Linked DNA regions of Rattus norvegicus: region 2 is linked to region 1. A link is a contact called in public Hi-C data. All regions are on one chromosome and are shown on one strand. The core of a region is the stretch at or near the end of the contact, and the rest is flanking DNA. Distances in the headings are between cores, read along the strand shown. Region 1 has its middle 29 kb from the start of Fdx1. Region 2 overlaps Zc3h12c (zinc finger CCCH type containing 12C).

What was found. A called contact is a pair of places that touch in the nucleus more often than the background predicts.
Region 2: a contact with region 1 is called in a Hi-C map of kidney, with 3 times the contacts expected there. The contact joins two enhancer-like sites. A contact is called at or near these places in 2 of 12 Hi-C or Micro-C datasets (the Rat2 cell line and kidney).

What each region holds. Positions count from the first base shown.
Region 1 is chr8:61,209,588-61,215,515 of GRCr8, reverse strand. No RefSeq gene overlaps it. Among named protein-coding and RNA genes, the nearest start is that of Fdx1, 29 kb to the right of the region's middle. Within about 2 kb of position 2,220, at least 5 of the 93 cell types and tissues checked have an H3K27ac peak or open chromatin away from gene starts, as enhancers often do. A contact at or near this core is called in kidney, where this site is marked.
Region 2 is chr8:61,385,493-61,391,420 of GRCr8, reverse strand. The region is part of intron 1 of Zc3h12c (zinc finger CCCH type containing 12C); the gene reads left to right. Among named protein-coding and RNA genes, the nearest start is that of Zc3h12c, 12 kb to the left of the region's middle. Within about 2 kb of position 2,945, at least 28 of the 93 cell types and tissues checked have an H3K27ac peak or open chromatin away from gene starts, as enhancers often do. A contact at or near this core is called in kidney, where this site is marked.

The DNA.
Region 1 (5,928 bases), core at 971-3,470:
TTTAGCTTTGCCGTAGATGGTGTTTCCTCATTAGTAGTTATCAAGAAAATGTAGAGAGAGGTCTTAGTGGCTGACCTGTAAAACAGCTCAGTCATCAGCAGGGAGAAGCCAAGTGAGCTGTGAGGTCAGGGGAGGCTTCCCCACAGCCAGAAGATTGAACACCAGCTGCAGATGCCAAGAGCTGTTTAAAGCAGAGGAAACTGGGTCACTGGCATAGAAAGAGATTGAGTTCTCCTTGCTGTCGGAGGCCAGCAGTGCAAGGTTCCACCCTGTCTACTTGTAACCTGTGTCCTTCTATAGCCTTAGCTGCTAAGCTGATTCTAAACGGTACCTGTGACTTTCCATTCTCTCTCGCTCCATAAGTTCAATTGTTAGTCATTCTGCTCACCCCCTTGAGTGACCCTCAGCTGCTCTGGACATCCCATGGTCCTTTCTAGTCATTTGGCCAACCTGGAGCCTTGCTTAACTCTCCAACTGACTTCAAATCATTGTCAATAGAAGGAGGAGCTGCAGTTTCCTTGACCCGTGCTAACACACTGGTGCGTCATCCCTTCCTATGTTGAAACTCAATCCTCGATGTGATAGCATTAAGAAATGGGGCTCGGGGGAATGGGTAACAACTTCCTGAGGGTTCTGCCTTCCTGAATGGGATTCTGCTTCTATAAAGTAGAGCCTGCTTTCCCACTTCTGTCGTGAGTCATGTGAGAACTCAACAAGGGGCACTATCTAGGACTTGGGGTAGAGTTCAGTGGTAGAACACTACCATAATATTCACAAGGCCCTGATTATGATTCCTACCACTAAGAAAAGAGAGAAGAAAACACCAATGTTTGGATGACCTATGAAACATCCAATCTACCGGTGCATTTACAATAGCATCTCTAAGCCCTGGGACTGTAAGCAACAAATCTTTATTATTTGTAAATTATGCAGCTAAGATCCTGTGTTATAGTAGCCTGTATAGACTAAGACATCTCCTGTAAGCACAGACTTAGGGAGCTCCCTGAGCCGCTGAGCAGTATTCTCAAGTTCCCAAGGCCTTACCATCTTCATTCTGCTACTCTGGACTGATAAAAAGAGGAGATGGGAACCTGGAACCTCAGTGTCTCCTCAGCCAGCTGCATATGCACTAAAAGCATCATGACCATCTTTCTTTCTGTTATTTTCTGAGACAGGGTCTCACTATGTAGCCCAGGCAGTCCTTGAACCCAAGATTGCCCTGCCTCTTGAGTCCTTCCTTCCAAGCACTGCATTGTAGACATTGTACTACCATGGCTGCTATACACATCTGCTCTGTAAAGTCTACTCATCTCTCTCTAAAAGGGCATCTCTACACAGTCAAGTCCACAAGAGCAGTCGGAAAGGTAACAGGGCAGATGGCGCTTGGCTGCAGTGGGAACTTACAGTAAGGGGCTGGTGCACAGCCATAAGCAGTTCTCACTCTTTCATTTGCAAGTCACCTATCTCTGTCTGAGACTTTTCTCATAATGAGATACATGGCATGTTTTAAAGTGGTCAAAAGGCGTATCTGTGAAATATAACCCAACACATTTAATCCTTAAGTTTTTAAGCATCATAATGATCAAATTATGCAGAACTATACTCCCATGTGTCAGTGGTCATCTGCAGTTAGTTGGGGGAATTGCAAACATCCTCCTTAATAACTTTTCTCTTTCCTCCCATGTACTTGTCCTAAAGCTACAGCCTAAAACGTTACGTTTTAAAAATTCACACCTATTTTATTTGTTTGTGTGAGAGTCTGGAGGTGCATGCATGGAGGTCAGAGAGCAACCCCATGGAGTCTGTTTTTGTGTCCTGGGAATCGAATGCAGGACATCCAACCTTGGTAGCAAGTGCCATTACCCCCTGAGCCATCCTGTCAGCTAATAGGCTTAATTTCAATAGAGCTATTAATCTTTTACTTCTAATCCAGAGAGTCTCCCAATGCACCTTCAGCCCCTCATTTTCTACGGTTCAAAGTTTTGTGCTTTCACAATAACATACACCCAGCTCCAGGCTAACCGGGTTTGTTATTCTTTGTACCTGGAGTTACTGTGCCCTGCTGTTTACTCTGTTCTGAGTTCACTTCAGGCTCTCTGCCTCCCCTTACTCCAACCCACTGAGGAGGCTGCTGGCAGGTGCCCTTCTGGGCTGGCCTTGGAATCTCCAATTTTGCAAGCTACCAGTGACTGTTTTCTGTTTCCTCGGGCTCCACCTAGCGGGCTGAAGGGGCCAGCACTGCCCTCACTTGGATCTGTTTACAACCTACTGGCTGCTTGAGAGATTCCCTTCCAAGATGCAGAGGCCGGCAAATCCAAGGCCAGGATCTCGACAGATGTGGTGTGATGTTAGGGTCAGCTGCCTCTCAGATGACACTTTGTTACGGTGCGTCCTGTGGCCGAGGGACTTGTAGAGGTTTCAAACTGTGGGTGTCGACCCCTAGGGGCTGAATCACCCTTTCACAAGGGTTACCTAAGACCATTGGAAAATGCAGATATTTATATTATGATTAATAAAAGTAGCAAAGTTATGGTTATGAAGAAGCAATGAAAATAATTTTATGGTTAGGAAGGTTGACTAGAGGATCTCCGGAGGGTCTTCACTGGTCACTAATCCAATTCACAGACATCTGACCACTTAACCCATAGTAATCATCTTCCAAAGAGGGTGACCCCTCCTTCCTGTCTTTGACTTGGGATCAGGTAGGATTTCAACATGTTAATGGGGATGGGGATGATATGATGCAAATATAGTATGTAGTCTTCATGTTTCCTCTTTCAAACTGTGCTCATTCTTAGACAGAGTTGCAAGACCTTACTATTGTACCTCATGGACGCATTACTTCATTACCTGGGCAAGGAGGCGCTATCAGAAGATAGCACCTCACATCCGTGTCACTGATTCTCAATTGCTTGTTCTTCTTAACATCATCATTGTTACTTGGGGACACAACCGCCATGGCACATGTAGCTGCCAGACGACAACTTTGTGGAGTTGGAACTCTTCTTTCACTTTCATGTGGGCAAGTGCTGCAGTCTCTTAGGCCCCGATTGCTATTTTTAATAAGCAAACTTTGTGTTTCTGCAAAACCTTCTAGGTAAATACATCATTCATAGAACTACACTCTTCTTTTCTACCTTCCGTAAGGACTCTGGTCCAAGAGGGTATATGTAAACCTCAAACACTTGGAGTGAGTTTTGTCCACTTCACTTTGCTTAGACTCAAGTCCTGGGCAATACTTACTGAAGGGACAGTGACACAATGCTGACTTAAACGTTGGGAATACAATATAAGAATCAATAAATTCTGGGGTAGGAAGGGTTGCTATGGGAACAAAACAAACATGAGAGAGAAGGCTGATAAGTGCCTTCTCATGGGGGGTCGGAGGGGATGGGGAGTAGAACAGCTAGCCAGGATATGAGGATGGAGGGAAGCAGATGGTGGAGGCCCTCAGAGCACCCGACTTTAGCTTTGTCCTTAGTGAGATGGGAAATCATTGACTATATCTAGCAAGAGTGATGGGATATGCCTTAGTAATTTTTACATGGTTATTCTAGCTGCTGTTTGTTGAGAAACTGATAGGACTAACTGTCCTGAGTTCAATTCCCAAGACCCACAGATAGACTCCATGGGGTTGATCTCTGACCTCCATGCATGCACCTCCAGACTCTTACACAAACAAATAAAATAAGTGTGAATTTTTAAAACGTAAATTTTAGTCTGTAGCTTTAGGACAAGTACATGGGAGGAGACATCCCAGAAGCAGGGAGATAAAATAAAATCCCGCTATATCAGACAAGCATGTTGGCCAGGGTGGTAACAGACAGAGAGGTAGAGAGAGGGTGGAACTGAGAAGGTTTACTGATGTGCTGGGATGACCCACAAATATTGCATTTACTGGCTATGAAAAACTGTGTCCTGTGATTTCAACTGTTAGTCACCAGGCTGACAGCACCCGACTGGCAGGATGTGTAAATGTCTGTGGTTTCTTCACCTGCCCCTCAAAAAGGCAAATTGCTGAGGAAGGTCACAAAACCCCCAGTGTCAACTGGGTGAGTAAGGAGTATGGCTTTTTGCATAATTAAAGAGCTGGTGACTGGAGCTTCGGCAGAAGGGCAAGAGGGACAGACACAGAGAGACAGAAACATGGACAAGAATGGAGCAGGGAGGGGCTGGAGAGATGGCCCAGTGGTTAAGAGCACTGACTGCTCTTCCAGAGGTCCTGAGTTCAAATCCCAGCAACCACATGGTGGCTCACAACCACCTATAATCAGGTCTGGTGCTCTCTTCTGGCCTGTAGTTGCATACATGCAGGCAGAAAGCTATATGATGTATACATGATAAATAAAAAAATAAAAAAATAAAAAATAAAAAAATAAATAAATGTATGTTTAAAAAAAAGAATGGAGCAGGGAGGTAGAGCAGTGAGAGCCACATGGAGGGACACAATGGCAGAGAAGTCGGGTTAAGTCAGAAGCCAGCAGAGACTGCCCTAGCAAAAAGGCCAACAGACTGGAGCTATATAGATGTCTCCATGCTATTATTAAACCACAAGCGGGAACCCAAAAGCCCAAAAACCCTGCAGTACTAATGAATTGATAATGTGTGGTGTAAAAAATAGAAATGGCTCAGCGGTTAAGAGCACTGGTTGCTCTCTTCTAGAGAGCCTGAGTTCAGTTTCCAGCCTCCACATGGTGGCATACAATCGTCTATAATAGGATCCCATGCGCTTTTCTGGTGTGTCCGAAGACAGTGGCAGTGTATTCATAAATATAAAATAAATAAAATCGCCATAGAATTCCTACTGTGACCACTAAATTTGGCCTAAGAACAACTGGAGCACTGGAGTGATGTTTAGCTAAGTGGAAGGGTGTGTGCATGTGGGAGACCCTGAGCTCAATTCCTAGCAAAAACAACATTTCAATGACGACGACGACGACGACGACGACGACGACGACGATGACGACAAGCACTAACCAAGACAGAAAAACCCAAAGGAAAAGTAAGCAAACAAAACCAAGTTTGGATCTCCAAAACATACAGTGCAGTGTAATTCCAGCACTCAGGAGCCATAATCCCAGGGGCTTGCTGAAAAGACAATCGAGGCTGACCAGCAAGTACAAGGTTCAGTGGGAGATCCTGTTTCAAAAATTGAGGTTCAAAAGCACTTGGCAATTGATGAAGGTACCTGACATTGGGCTCCACACACACATGTACTTACATGTACAAACAGATGCACACATTGGAATTACTACACACACACACACACACACACACACACACACACACACACACACCCCAGAATTGAAGTATAGGTTGGTCTCTACATGGAGTCGCTAAGTCGGCATTGGGACATCAGAGGTGGAGTTTAGACTATTGGCCTGACCTGGAGAGAAAAAATGTATGGTTTAGCAACATACAGATCTGTAGATATGTTTTTATCCAGCAGCTGATCTGAGATTTCTTTAATAAACAGAGAGAATGGAAGTTTGAGGATTCATCATGGAATACCCTAATGTTTATTAGAGTTGGGGGAGCGAAGGAAACCCATGAGACAGATTAAGGGGTGACCAAGATAAGAGCGGAACTCTGAGTGACGTCAGTTCACACTGTGGGAGGAAGTGTGGCATTTGCTGGTGACATGATAAGTGGTACTGAGAAAGCAAGGGGGACAAAAACTGGAAACAGACCATGATATTTAGCCAGGTGGAAGTTAATTTTGACTTTGACTATTATAAATCAATTTTTGTGATAACATGAAAGTTGAAATGACATGAGGAGGGACTATGGGGAGAAGAGAGGAAGACAGAGCATACAGAACTCTTCTGGCTTTTTGTTTTGTTTGTTTTTACAGAAAGACAGATGACAAAACATTATCTTCAGGGTTATGCAGCATCAAAGCAATGTGAATTTTTGATGTGAAGACCA
Region 2 (5,928 bases), core at 1,696-4,195, 180 kb before region 1:
AATAATCATATTATATGCCTTTGTTTTCCACAACTGGGGATAGCCAGGCATGGAGAGATTAATTTGCCCAGGACCTTAGGTAGGTCGATCCATGGGTAAATAGACAAGCACACACGCATAATCTCTTAGTGAATTATTAGTAAATATAATCTTCCATCAAATGTGTGCACATTTGTGATCATATTTTCAGATCATATGTAGCATTTAAAAACTCAGTCATTCCTCTTACAGTATATCAGGGTCAGCACACACTCATGTACACACATACACACATATTGTTTTTTAATATTACAGTATGACTAGTTAAAAGTTACAGTGCAGGTGTAAAGGTTGGTTAGGAAAAGCACTCTGATTCTTTTATATTGCAATATATACATACACATTCACACACACATACCCGTGTATATATATCTGGAAGACTCCAGAGTCTCAGATGAATACTGAAGGACAAGCTGAGTTGTAGTTCACTAAAGTTTCATATCTAACAAGTATTTTCTAAGACATTAACAATAGCTGGTCAGAAAATATGAGTGAAAGAAATAGTCCCTTATACTTCAGTATTCACAGCAGGAAAAACAAAACAGCAAAGTATTTTCAGTTTCTTGAGAAATGTATGACCCATAAAGGGCTCTGTTGAAAGAGTGAGGAGACTTCAGTGGGCTCAGTGTCGTGGATTACACTGCTCAACACCACGAGACTCAGTGTCTTCAGTGGGGGCTCTTACAGAAGGGCTGCAGGGTCCTCAGCAAGTTCTCAACAGCATTTTTGCTGAAAATTTTGTCAAGACAACCAACACATATCTGGAAGATTGTACATAGAACCATGGCCAGGATGTGAATGTGGAAACCGGAAAGTACAGCAGCAGAGGACTTGTACATAGAGTGCACCCAGCCTGATATAACCTACACTTGTCATTTATGGCTGGGTACAGAAATAAAGATAGTGAGCATGGAGTACAGAAGGAAGCCCATGTTTATAAGATAATATATGGGACTGGGGCCATAGCTATCAAAACTCACACTAAAACCCTCCTACAGAATTTCCACCTCAGAGTAAAGGCCAAATTCTTTCTATGACCTACAACCTGGAGACTCAGGACCTTCATGAGTATGTTGAAATGTTGACTTCGTAAATCAGAATCTTGAAGATTTTTGTCCGATTCAAATGCAGTGTCAAGTTTTGAGAAGCATTGCCCTTTAACACTCTGGTTTCTCTGACCTTAGTTCAGTTCCTTGTCACTTCCTCTGCCTGACCCTCTGTATACACTCCATGATGTAAGAGAAGAGGATACCCTTTGACACTTGCACTATCCCAGTGCAAGACATCTAGGACATACTCAGTTTAGAGTAGAGCTAGTATTAAACATTCATAGGTCTGGAAGAATTTTCAAGAAGGAGCAAAATTACAATGGATTCTTATGGTTCATTGTTGCTTTGTCATATAAAGTTCCCACAAACAATTCATTAGAGAATACTGAACCATTTCTTCCCGCAGGAAATACAGTCCTTTCCCACTGTCTGTGAAAGATACTTTCTAAGACCCTAGTGGGTTTTCAGATAGTGTGAGTGATAGCTGTGTAGACATCATTTGTTAGACCTGGAAGGCTGATCTAATGATGGAAACTCCTTTATTATGATATAGTTAGGATTTTTCTTTTTAGCCTGCTTTAATTTGTTTACCATGTGGGATTAATTAACACAAAAGCATAACAGTCCTATGTGCAGCTTAAGAAGCTGGACTTGTCTTTACAAGACTTCCTCCTAGACTTACTGATCAAGTAAGTTACACTCCAGGAAAAAGACAGAGGCAGCAAGTATTACCCCACTGAGGGCTGCATAACTATGAATCCAAAGGAGCATGCAGGACTTGGACTCTTGGGCTTCCTTGAGTATTAGCCACACCAGAAACTCTACTTTGAAATGCTCGTCACTCTGTCACATAAGATAGACCCTTTTTAACAGGGTAGCATTTTTATATTCAAATTGGCAAGGATGTGTGTGTGTGTGTGTGTGTGTGTGTGTGTGTGTGTGTGTGAGAGAGAGAGAGAGAGAGAGAGAGAGAGAGAGAGAGAGGGAGGTTGCATTTTTGCTAAAGGATCTTCAGGTTTAAGCACATTGCTGCATGCTAAATCATTTGTACAAAGGAGTAGCTGAAGAGAAAGTAAGTCTTCTCCCAAGAAGCTCATCTGGTTCATAAATAAGTGTGGTTTAGACTATCACGTTATAGAAGTATAAAGGAGTTGGGATCTCTAGGCATTAAGAACATCTTATGGGAAAGTGAGCCTTGGAATTGACGTAGAATGGCAGGTGTGAGCAGGATGAGATCACTTCAGGCAGATCTCTTAACTTCTGCACCTCTGTCTTTGCTACAAGTGAAACAAGGAGTACAGCAATTAGCAACTCCAGATCTGAAGCTGTTTATCTGTTTAGCCTGAGAATGATGTCATTAGGAATGACTGTGTCAGGAAGACACCTCGGGGTGATTAAGGAGATAAATTAAGAGACAAGTCTCCTAAGCCTGAGAGGAGGACATTCTTTGCCTGCCTAGAGGTTATTCATATCCAGGAGGAGAACAAAGTTGAGAAGAGAAAATAACCAGGATTTAATTGAGAAGTTGACAGAGAGTGAGTAGTTTCTAGAATGCATGAATTGCAGCAGGAAAGAGTTCCTTAACCAGGCAAGAACTACCACACAGCTCAGATGTGAACACAGACCTGTGTTGTGTTTTCCAAGATGAACATTTTTGCATGCATCGTTTTACTTTATAAACATGAACATTTACCTGAAACGTGGACTATCTTTTGATTTAATGTTATGACCTACCATTTTCTTCCCTTCTGCTTCTGGTAACATCATCTCATCAGATAACCTTCATCCCACTCTGGAACTGAGAGATCGGCCAATTACAGCCCCACATACCTCTGGCCACACTATTTGGGTGAAAGGTGAGCGTGTGACCCAAAACTGCAGTGTAAGACTGTGTCAGGAGTTTGAATAGCCCTCCCAGAGGCACAGATGGAAGCATTCCAGACACCTGAGAGGCCAAACCCTGAGTTCTGGCCTGGTCTTTGGCCTTCCAGAAGCTTTAAAAGTTGGGTTCTTTTTTTTTTTTTGGATCCTTGTCTTAGGGTTACTGTCCGTGTGATGAAACAGCATGACCAAAGCAATTTGAGGAGGAAAGGGTTTGTTTGGTTAATGTAATACAAGCCAAGGACCACTGAAGGAAGCCAAAGTAAGAACTCAAACCAGGAAGGAACTTGGAGGCAGAAGCTGATGCAGAGGCCAAGGGGTGCTGCTGACTACTGCCTTGCTCCATGACTTGCTCAGCCTGCTTTCCTTCAGAATCAGGAAGCACTAGTCCGGGGATGGCACCACCCACAATGCTCTGGGCCCCTCCCACATCACGCACATCAATCATTAATTAAGAAAATGCTCCACAGGCTTGCCCACAGCCTGATCTTATGAAGGCGTTTTCTCAGAAGAGGTCCCCTCTCACAGACTTCTCTGTGGCCTGTATCAGGTTGACATAAAATTAGCCAGTGTGAGTCGGCAAGCTTTTTATAAAATTTATTTTTCTTTAGTTTTTTCCTGTGAATAAAGATTTTAAAAATGCACGTCGGTTTTTTTTTTTTTTTTTTTATTGTGCTGTGAGCCTGTTTTTTGAAACACCATCTCATTCCAAAGCCCAGGTCAGCCTGGAACTCAGCATCTTCCGTTCCGAGTGCCAGGGTCACAGTGGCAACCCCCGCACCTACTTCTCACTCCCTTGTTCTGTCTACTCTCATTTCCTGTTGGTATATTGGGGTGCTTTTAGGAGCAAATAAGTCTTACACTAAAGATTTTTGATATTTCATTCTTGGTATGGATTTGGAAAGATGCTTTTATTATAAAACAGTACTGATTTTTTTATTCATTTTATTCATTTACATTTCAGACCAATACTGGTTTTGTTTTGTTTTGTTTTTTATGGCTTGACAGGAAGATGTGTCTTGATTATTTTGACCTACTTCCCTATCCGCCAACCATGTTTAACTTAACAGTGAGAACTGCCAACTATTTCTCTGAAGAAGTGGGAGCAGAGCATGCGTGGAGCCTGAGCTCTGCACTGTCCCAGCGTGGGAGCAGAGCATGTGTGGAGCCTGAGCTCTGCACTGTCCCAGCGTGGGAGCAGAGCATGCGTGGAGCCTGAGCTCTGCACTGTTCCAGCGGGCCGTCTCCTTTGGTTTCCTTCCGTCTGAATTGTAATGAATTCGCGCTCATTCTGCTGTTTGCTTCCTTTGCTGTGAGGTGCAGTCTTCGTAGGCCCAGCTGCCTCCAGTTTGGGGTTCTCCCACCTGCACATCCCGGGTGCTGAGGTGACGGGCGGGCGGGCGCGACTACACCCGGCCTCTGCATGTTGCCAGCCATGTCAGTATTGTTAGATTGTGAGCTCCGTCTAATACAAAATCATTTCTATTTGATGATTTACCTTACTGGAAGGTTCTGACTACAGCTCATACTTCTCCTCACAGTTGATGGTAAATATAGATTGACTTTATTATACTTTTGGTTGGATTCTGTTCAGGGCCAGATCCAAACATAAGCTAATGCTGAAGTTCTCGTGCTCTGCCCCCTCTTCCTGGTCTTCACTGGGCAAAGGAACGCAGGAGAATGTATATCTCTGGAGAACGCTCTAGAATCACCATATAAAAAGTGGCATCAGCTCTTGGCATACAGTTGATCCTGTGACTTTCTTTAACGGATACTGTGCAGTAATTTGTATTTAGTTCTTATAGTCAGTACTCTCAGTGTTGAGGTTCAAGGTTTCAGATAACACTCAGAAAAATAGTTTCAGGTGTGGAAGATCTCAGGCCTTCCTAACAGAAAAGCTCAGACATGGCTATTAGTACCCAGTTCATGTTTTTTTAAGCTATATATATAAGTTAACTTTTATTTGGCTGGTTAGTTCATTTTTTTTTTGATACCTTGAGAAATAACAAATTTTGGCTAAAGTTTTATCTTGTAACTTTCGGGCACAGTTGGGGGATTTTGATAGAATGATCTCCGTGATACTGCGGTCGGAATCACAAGTGCTCATATATTACAAAGAAAGGAACACATTAGGGGAAAGGTGACAGAAAGTCATGGCTAAGAGACTTGCTCTAAGCACAGCCTCTGGCACATTTGTAGCCCTTTCCTGCCTCAGAGTGTGTACAAGGCCTGATGGTCAAATGACAGATTCACCCTTTGCATTGACAAATCCTGGGACACCAAAAGCTGCACTGGCTCCTTTTCCTTGTGTTACTTTGTTTTGTTTCTGTCATATAAGTCTTTTGCAATGACCCAAACAGAGCTCATAAGGGTCAGCTGTTCTTATTTGTCCTGCAGTGGGCAGTGGACTAGGCAGGCCTAGATCTAAAAATGCCACACTGGGGCCCTTTTCACCTACATATGTTTTAATGTGCTTAACATTACCCAATACTGGCAACCAAGAGGGTATAGATATCGCAGCAGGATCTGATTAGTTTTTTCAGATCACTGCCTTTATTTGCTGTTTGAAAAAAAAAAACAAAAAACTTGATCCAGTTCTGTAGTTCAGGCTTCCTACTGTGCTCTGGGGTAGTTTTCCGCCTTTGTGATTCCTCCCCTCTAGCATTAAAGCTATAAACTAGTAACTGTGGTAGCAAGTGATAAAGAAAAGGAGAAAACTAAAGGGTATGTCCACTCCTACTAGGTGGTTTCCTTTCACAGACAAAGGGAAAGTCCTTAGTGCTATTCTCACTGTGTCTTCTACTTGGGTTTATGGTTCGAGTTGTAATTGCTTTGCAGGGGTTTATGCTGTCTTCATCATATTTATCTGATTTAGACCTTATAGCTTTCAGAGTTGATAACCTCACACACACCTGTTAAAAGAGCTCTGGAAATGAAAGGAGCTCTAATTTTCCTCATT